2 separate regions of the Mus musculus genome follow, and region 2 is linked to region 1. The links are chromatin contacts, called in public Hi-C maps. All regions are on one chromosome and are shown on one strand. Each heading gives the region's core, a stretch centred on a gene start, on an enhancer-like site or on the middle of the called end of the contact. The rest is flanking DNA. Distances are from core to core; before and after follow the strand shown. Region 1 has its middle 7.1 kb from the start of Gm30991. Region 2 has its middle 6.8 kb from the start of Gm52637.

What was found. Hi-C and Micro-C count contacts between places; a contact is called where the count stands out from the background.
Region 2: a contact with region 1 is called in a Hi-C map of cerebellar granule neurons, with 2.3 times the contacts expected there. The contact joins two enhancer-like sites. A contact is called at or near these places in 2 of 484 Hi-C or Micro-C datasets (cerebellar granule neurons and forebrain) and 1 of 115 datasets of contacts at active chromatin or transcription factors (neural progenitor cells).

Annotation. Positions count from the first base shown.
Region 1 is chr3:85,040,423-85,043,565 of GRCm38.p6, reverse strand. No RefSeq gene overlaps it. Among named protein-coding and RNA genes, the nearest start is that of Gm30991, 7.1 kb to the left of the region's middle. Within about 2 kb of position 1,270, at least 10 of the 459 cell types and tissues checked have an H3K27ac peak or open chromatin away from gene starts, as enhancers often do. A contact at or near this core is called in cerebellar granule neurons, where this site is marked.
Region 2 is chr3:85,377,523-85,380,873 of GRCm38.p6, reverse strand. No RefSeq gene overlaps it. Among named protein-coding and RNA genes, the nearest start is that of Gm52637, 6.8 kb to the left of the region's middle. Within about 2 kb of position 1,948, at least 41 of the 459 cell types and tissues checked have an H3K27ac peak or open chromatin away from gene starts, as enhancers often do. A contact at or near this core is called in cerebellar granule neurons, where this site is marked.

The DNA of each region.
Region 1 (3,143 bases), core at 21-2,520:
CAATTTCCAGAATCTGGAGAGTTCGTGTTCTGCCCATATGTGTGTCTCTTTATAGGCGTGCTTTAGGGCACATTCAAGATGCTTGGATCATGTTCAAACCTGATTGATAAAGCTCTGAAGAGAAAACACTATCTGTCTTTTTCCTTTTGAGATTAAATTAAGAGTGGCCTTTAAAATACCTGCTTTACAGACCAGCACTACCAACTTTGTATTTTCCCTTTTCAATAGTGGATTGCCTTTAGCTAGTCTCTAGTATTAATTCAGATATAAAACCTCTACCCTGGAAGACACCAGGAGGACTACTCTTTAAAACAGCATCCATGACAGATTTCTTTCTAGATTAGGCAAAAAAAAAAAAAAAAAAAAAAAAAGAAAGAAAAAAAAAAGAAAAAAATACTAAATGTTTACTATAAAAATATTGTTGAAAACAGAAAATTAGGAACAATAAATATGCCACCCACAGTCTTTCGATTTCTGTCTTCTTATCTGGGCATTAACAATTAAGATTAAATCATATGTATGCATTTGTGCATATGAAACAGCCTAAAATTTTTCATTGTGTATGGTAGCCATTTTCATACTATTAAATATTGCCTGGTATGCACCTTTTCATAGCTGTATACTACTGCATCACATGAATGCACATTAATGTTTAGGGCAGACCCTAAGTACATGTTAGTCTGCTATAAACGCCCACCATGATGAGCTCCCTCTCCACAAACCCAATAGCAACAGGACCAACCCACAATGGATGAATGAAATGTCTTAAATTATCCATTAGTATAAATCACCAAATTATAATTGCCTTTGTATGAAGAACCAACTTTGCATTCTTGTCTATGTGTATTAATTATTTAATATCCCACTGAGTTCAGTTTTCCAGAACTTCATTTTATTTACAGTGTCTACATCTGTGGATGGGCTGTTCCTAAAGCCCACAGGGAATGCTGCACACAAAATGACTGAGTTCCACATCAAGGAGAGAGCCGACTCAGGGAAGGCGATCTAATCCAATGGCCTTAGATCCTACAGGGAAGCAGTCTCAGTACCACGTGTATTAATACCGTGATTGACGCAGGTCCTCTGAAGAATGCAAAACCAAAGTTATCCGATTGGCATTGGGATTAGGACAACTGTTCCATTATTGTATGTAAACTCCTGCTATAAATAACCTGACAGTATCCATCTGCATGGGATGCAGGGAAGGAGGAAACATGCAAAGTGAAGACCAAAATAGACCTGGGATCCATCTGGTGTACTCTTTCCATGGAGCCCCAAACAGATGGTCCAAATTCCCAAGATATACCTGCCTAATGCCATGGGGGGGGGCAGTATAGAGGGGCTGGGGCAGGATTCCTTTCAGCAAGTGGCCAGTCCAAAGAGAAAAAAAGGAAAAGAAGGAAAGAAAAGAAAATCCAGTCACTAGTTTCTTGAACATCTGACATGTTCCAGACACTGTTCTGGAACCCAAGAATCCAATCATAAAGATGAAAGACAAGTTCATGATCTAGAGGAAGCTATTAATTTCCCTTCCCATTTTGCCAGTTTTTCTTCCTCCCTGACCTCCTAGCTTTTCTCTGACCCCTAGTCACATTGCTCAGACAGAGTGGCCTGCCTTTCCCTGTATTGGGACTTGAGTCAATGTCCTCAAAGGCCCAGTTATTGAAAGTCTGGCCATGTCATTACTGATGTGAGATTTTAGCCTTGACTGTGGTGGTGTCATATTGGATGGAGAACAAGTCTGGTGGTGTGGGACAGTTGCCAGTACTTGCTCATGGATTGTGCCACCTTTGAAACCTGTCGAAGAGTGTGACCCTAGTAGATACTACAGAGTTTTAAGCACTATAGTGACGTGGTCTGTCCTGAACGAAACTTTATACTTGAACACAGACACTGCAAGTGGACGTTAGCGCACATGCTCTGTGGTGTGCAGAAGCCCGGCTGGAGGCTAGCTGGTCAGGACAGCGAGGGTCAGTGGAGCAGCTGTCTGACGGTGGGTTCTGATACGCTAGAGTTACAGACTGAAACATGGGGCAGTCAGCATCAGCAGCCTTAAGGTGGTTGTGACCTTCCTGTGCTTGGGAATCTTAGTGGTTTCCTTTCCTTGTCATGGGTAGTGTGGGAGCCCCGGAGTGAGTGAGGAAGCTAAAACTTGGGGTGAAAGGAAAGCCCCACAGCTTATGTCCTGGTGTCTCCCCATCCGAAGGGCCGAGTCACTCTGGGTACCATGCTCAGGTCTCATGTTTGTGTTTTTAGGAAAAAAAAAATCCTGCTAATAAATAGGGGATCCTTTGCAAAACAAAGAAAAAGAAAAAAGAAAAGAAAGTAGCTGAACTAGTATGGGAGACATCCAGCAGGAGGAAGTTATGTCACTGGGGGTGTGTCCTTGAAGGTCATGTTGGACCCAATTGAGAAGAAGTTAAGTTTTGGGGGGTTCCTTGAGGGGCATGTTGAAGCCCAGGTCCTGCCTCTTTCCTTCTTAGCTTTACTCTACCATGTGGCCCTCACCACAAGGCCCAAAGCAAGTGATCCAACCAGCAGGGAACAGAAACCCCTGAAACCCTGAGCTGAAATAAACTCTTCTTATAAGTTAGTAGGTTCAGACTGTGTGTCACTGACACAAAGCCTTCCTTATAAGTTAGTAGGTTCAGACTGTGTGTCACTGACACAAAGCCTTCCTTATAAGTTAGTAGGTTCAGACTGTGTGTCACTGACACAAAGCCTTCCTGACACACACTTCTTTTTCTAGGCCAGTCTACAACCTGACTGGTCAAATTTCACTAGTCTGCAGGTGTCTTCAGCTTGGTTCTTCATCCATTACACTTACTGGTCAATTTTAGAAGTCACAGCTATGACCTTTTCATCTCTGAACCCCCTGAGCACCTCCAGGGTCCTCAAACCATGTGCAGTGCTCAGCAGCAGCCAGTGAAAGATTTCAGCCTCTCGGAAGAGGCCCATCGTGTCTGGAACACTCTAGAAATTGGCATTGTTTTCTCTCCCAAATCCCTTCCCAGAAGGTTAGAAAATCTAATAAAACGCTCTTTGGGAGGTCTAGGCAAGGATAGAATGTGTCACCTCAGGTGTTAGGTGGGCACTGCAGTATCCAGGCAGTGCATTAAACTCACAAGGGCTCTTTCCTTCTC
Region 2 (3,351 bases), core at 699-3,198, 340 kb before region 1:
ACTAATATAGGCCCATCAGTCCATCCATAAGACTGTGAGAGGGTTCCAGAACCAAAGAGTTTGAGAATCACCACTGGCAGCAATCTAAGGATGGCTGTGATGGAGTCAGACTTGGGCAGAGTGCAGGAGCCCCACAGAGTTACCAGTAGCTGCCTCCAAAGGGTCATTATGTCAGAGTGATCCAGGGTCTTGGCACACAAGAAGGGCTTTATAGATGAGTATACAGTAAGAGAGTAGCATGGAAGCAGCCTGCTTGCTCTCTGTCATGTCAACAGCCCATTTCCAAAGATGATATGACTTACAGGGGTCCTGGCTTCATGCTGGAAACTTACAGATAACTCAAGACTTACTGCCTTTATTTCCTAAGACACAGACTCTGAAGCCCAGAGTAGCCAAGGCACCTGTTCAAGTCACATGACCAGCAACTGTCAGAGCTGGACATCAAATCTCTATAGGTCATGTCACAGACCCCACTCTTTCTGCCACAGCCTCTGTGGATTTGGATGCATCTACCCAATATCAACAGACACGGGGCCATCAAGAGAAACTTTGAGACAGGTCCAGGTGGGCATGGGGAGCCAGGAAGAGCAGGTGACATCCACTAAGATCACCACTTCCTTTTGTCACCAGCTGTCATGTCTGCTGCACTGGCAAAAACTCTTAAGCAATTTATCCCAAAAAGCCACTTGTTTTCATCTGGATGAGTTTATCCCCCCCAGGATTTCAAATGAAAGGAATAAATAAGTTTAACTCAAGGGAACAATGGCTGAGTCGCTTAAGCCTCGGTGGCAAGCATTATCTAATACAATTTTCCAGAAATTGTTATCATTATCGCTTGTCTTCTGGAGGCACTGAGGCTCTCGAAACCGAGTGTTACCATGGTGCCTACGATCTTCAGCAATTTTTCTTTTTGTTCAGTTTTACTTGGTAAATATTTCTCTTACTTTGTCTTTGAACTGAAATAAGATAGCAGAGGGAGGACTGGTCCCGAGGTGACCTTTTAACAGTTCCTCCACTGCTGGGTGGCTAGTAAGTTAATTAAGCTTCCTGTTAATTAACTTTAATAATTACTTTCGATATGGTCCTACCAAATGGTTCTTACCTTGGCCATGGATGGCCAGCCAGCCTGTTAATCAGAATGCCAGCCCACATTGCCAAGGGGCAACCTGACCCTAATGGATAAGAAAGATAAGGCTTTACCAGTTAGCTGCCTTTGCCTGGACAGAGAAAAGGCCAGGGATGGGAGGTCAGTTTGCACACAGCCGCAACGTCCACACTTCTGGCCTTCTTAAGGTATCTCTGTTTTAATGAGATGTTGGCAGAGTAAGTCATCTGGTCTTAATTTAAATCTGATTCCAAAAGACAGATCTGGTTTTAAGAGGAAAAAAGAAAAAGCTGGCAGATTTCAGATTTTTTCTTTTCTTTCTTTTTTCCTTTTTTTTTTCTGCTTTTCTGCTTTAAAGGAACATTTCTTGATTTGGAAAAGACTGATTCACCCAGAAGTCATCAATGGTAAATCAGTATCTATGTTCCCAGTGGCTTTTAAGGTAAAATACCTCACCATGTGATATCCACCTGCCTGCCTCATCAACCGAGCCCAGGCACGGGCAGAATGAGCCAATCACTAATGAGCATGGGTCTGAGCGTAATGCCAGTGCTCTCGAGCCGCAACGTCATGCTAATAACTTAAGAACTGCTTGGTGTCAAGGCTCCACACAGAGTGGATGATACTAGTCAGCTCATTTGGCTTTTAATAGTCTGAACGTCCTGGTGGCTCTGAGACTTTTTTCCAAAGCCAAATTGTCTTGCTTGTTAAATATGTAATGTATTTAGGAGTCTTCATTTTCCATGCTTAGAAAAATGGCCTTGGAGTCTTATAGCGAGCACCCCGTTGAGAGGTCTGTGGGCATTTGGAACGGGCTGATGGCACTGCCACGGGGTGTCAGCGTGGGTGCAGGGGAGTCAGACATTCTCCCCGACTCCCTTAGAGAACCTGGTGAGGTTCTCTCCAGTGCTTCAGAAGAGAGAAAGAAATCCGAAACGCTGGTATTTTTAGCTCCCACTCCCTTCTTGACTGTGAATAGGAACGTGATTGAGATTCCCACCAGTCTTCAAAGCAGACTTACCTTTAAAGCAAATGCCAAGGGTTTGAAAACTCATTGGGAATGGGAGCACACGTGCATGAACAGAGGCAGCTTTTAAAAAAAGAAAGCCAAGCCCTGGGGCTGTCAGCAGAGTTGAGATAAGGTCTTGCTCCCCTCCCCTGCCCCACACCGCAGGAGCACAGGCGGGGATGTTCCTTCCACTTTGACATGTCATGTACCCTGCGGTGTGGACAGGGACTGGACTCTCAGCTGGCCCATATGCCCCAGGGCACGTGGGGCTCTCCCAGTAATTGGAGTGCTTACAAAACCAGTTCAGTACTCGAGGAAATGACCTGCAGGGTATGCTGGGATGGATTCAAACATTTCTTGTCACTTATAGCACCTGTGACTGAAGAGACGCGGGGACAGAAAGGAGGGTTAGGAATGCATAAAATCTAAAATAAAACCACCACAGAGCTCAGAGCACATGTCTGCTCACAGAGACATCAGCTGGGGGAGACTGTTAAAAGAAAAGAGAAGCCCCTTTGACTTTAAGAAGCACATTCCTAGGACCTGGCACCAAGCTAACAATGGGAGCCAAGCCAGGGCAAGCCTTGCAAGTGTTCCCTGCCGCAATCCTATCCGAGGAAGCCACCTGGCTGGTTTCAGCTGGAAGCCTGCTTCACACCCCTTTGGACAATGTTGTTTGTAGAGCCATCTGGCTTTGGTCATGAAACACTCGCCAACACCACAACATCAGGAATGATACTTTTCTTTCTTGGGTCACAGACAGGACGAATCATATTGTGTTGATTAACCGAGGAATCTGGAACATATGAGCAGGTTTCAAAAAATCATCTAGCATTCACCCTAACTTTTTCAATGGTCATCTAGAGTCTCCCAAGTTTCCTGTTCCTCCATTCTGTGACCTTCTAGACTTAGCCAATAAAATATCAAACTGAGAGCAAGCTTGCTGTAAACATGGCTGGCTCTTTCTACCCAATCTGTAGGGAGTGTCAGTGTCTGGCAGAGTGGGGCCTCTGCTTGCATGAGCTTCACTGGTGTGTTCATCCCACGTCCTAAACTGCGGTACCCATCTGATTCCGGTCTCCATGGTGATGGTTACAGCTCCCATCAGGATTTGCAGCCCTCATCTCCTTCTTCCTCTTCTGCTTTTTTTCATCCTCTTCTGGTAGCTGGGTCAGAACCCAGGAGGCATCTAGAATCCTTGCCTCTCATCAACATGGCCTCTGCAAGTTCTGTCAGT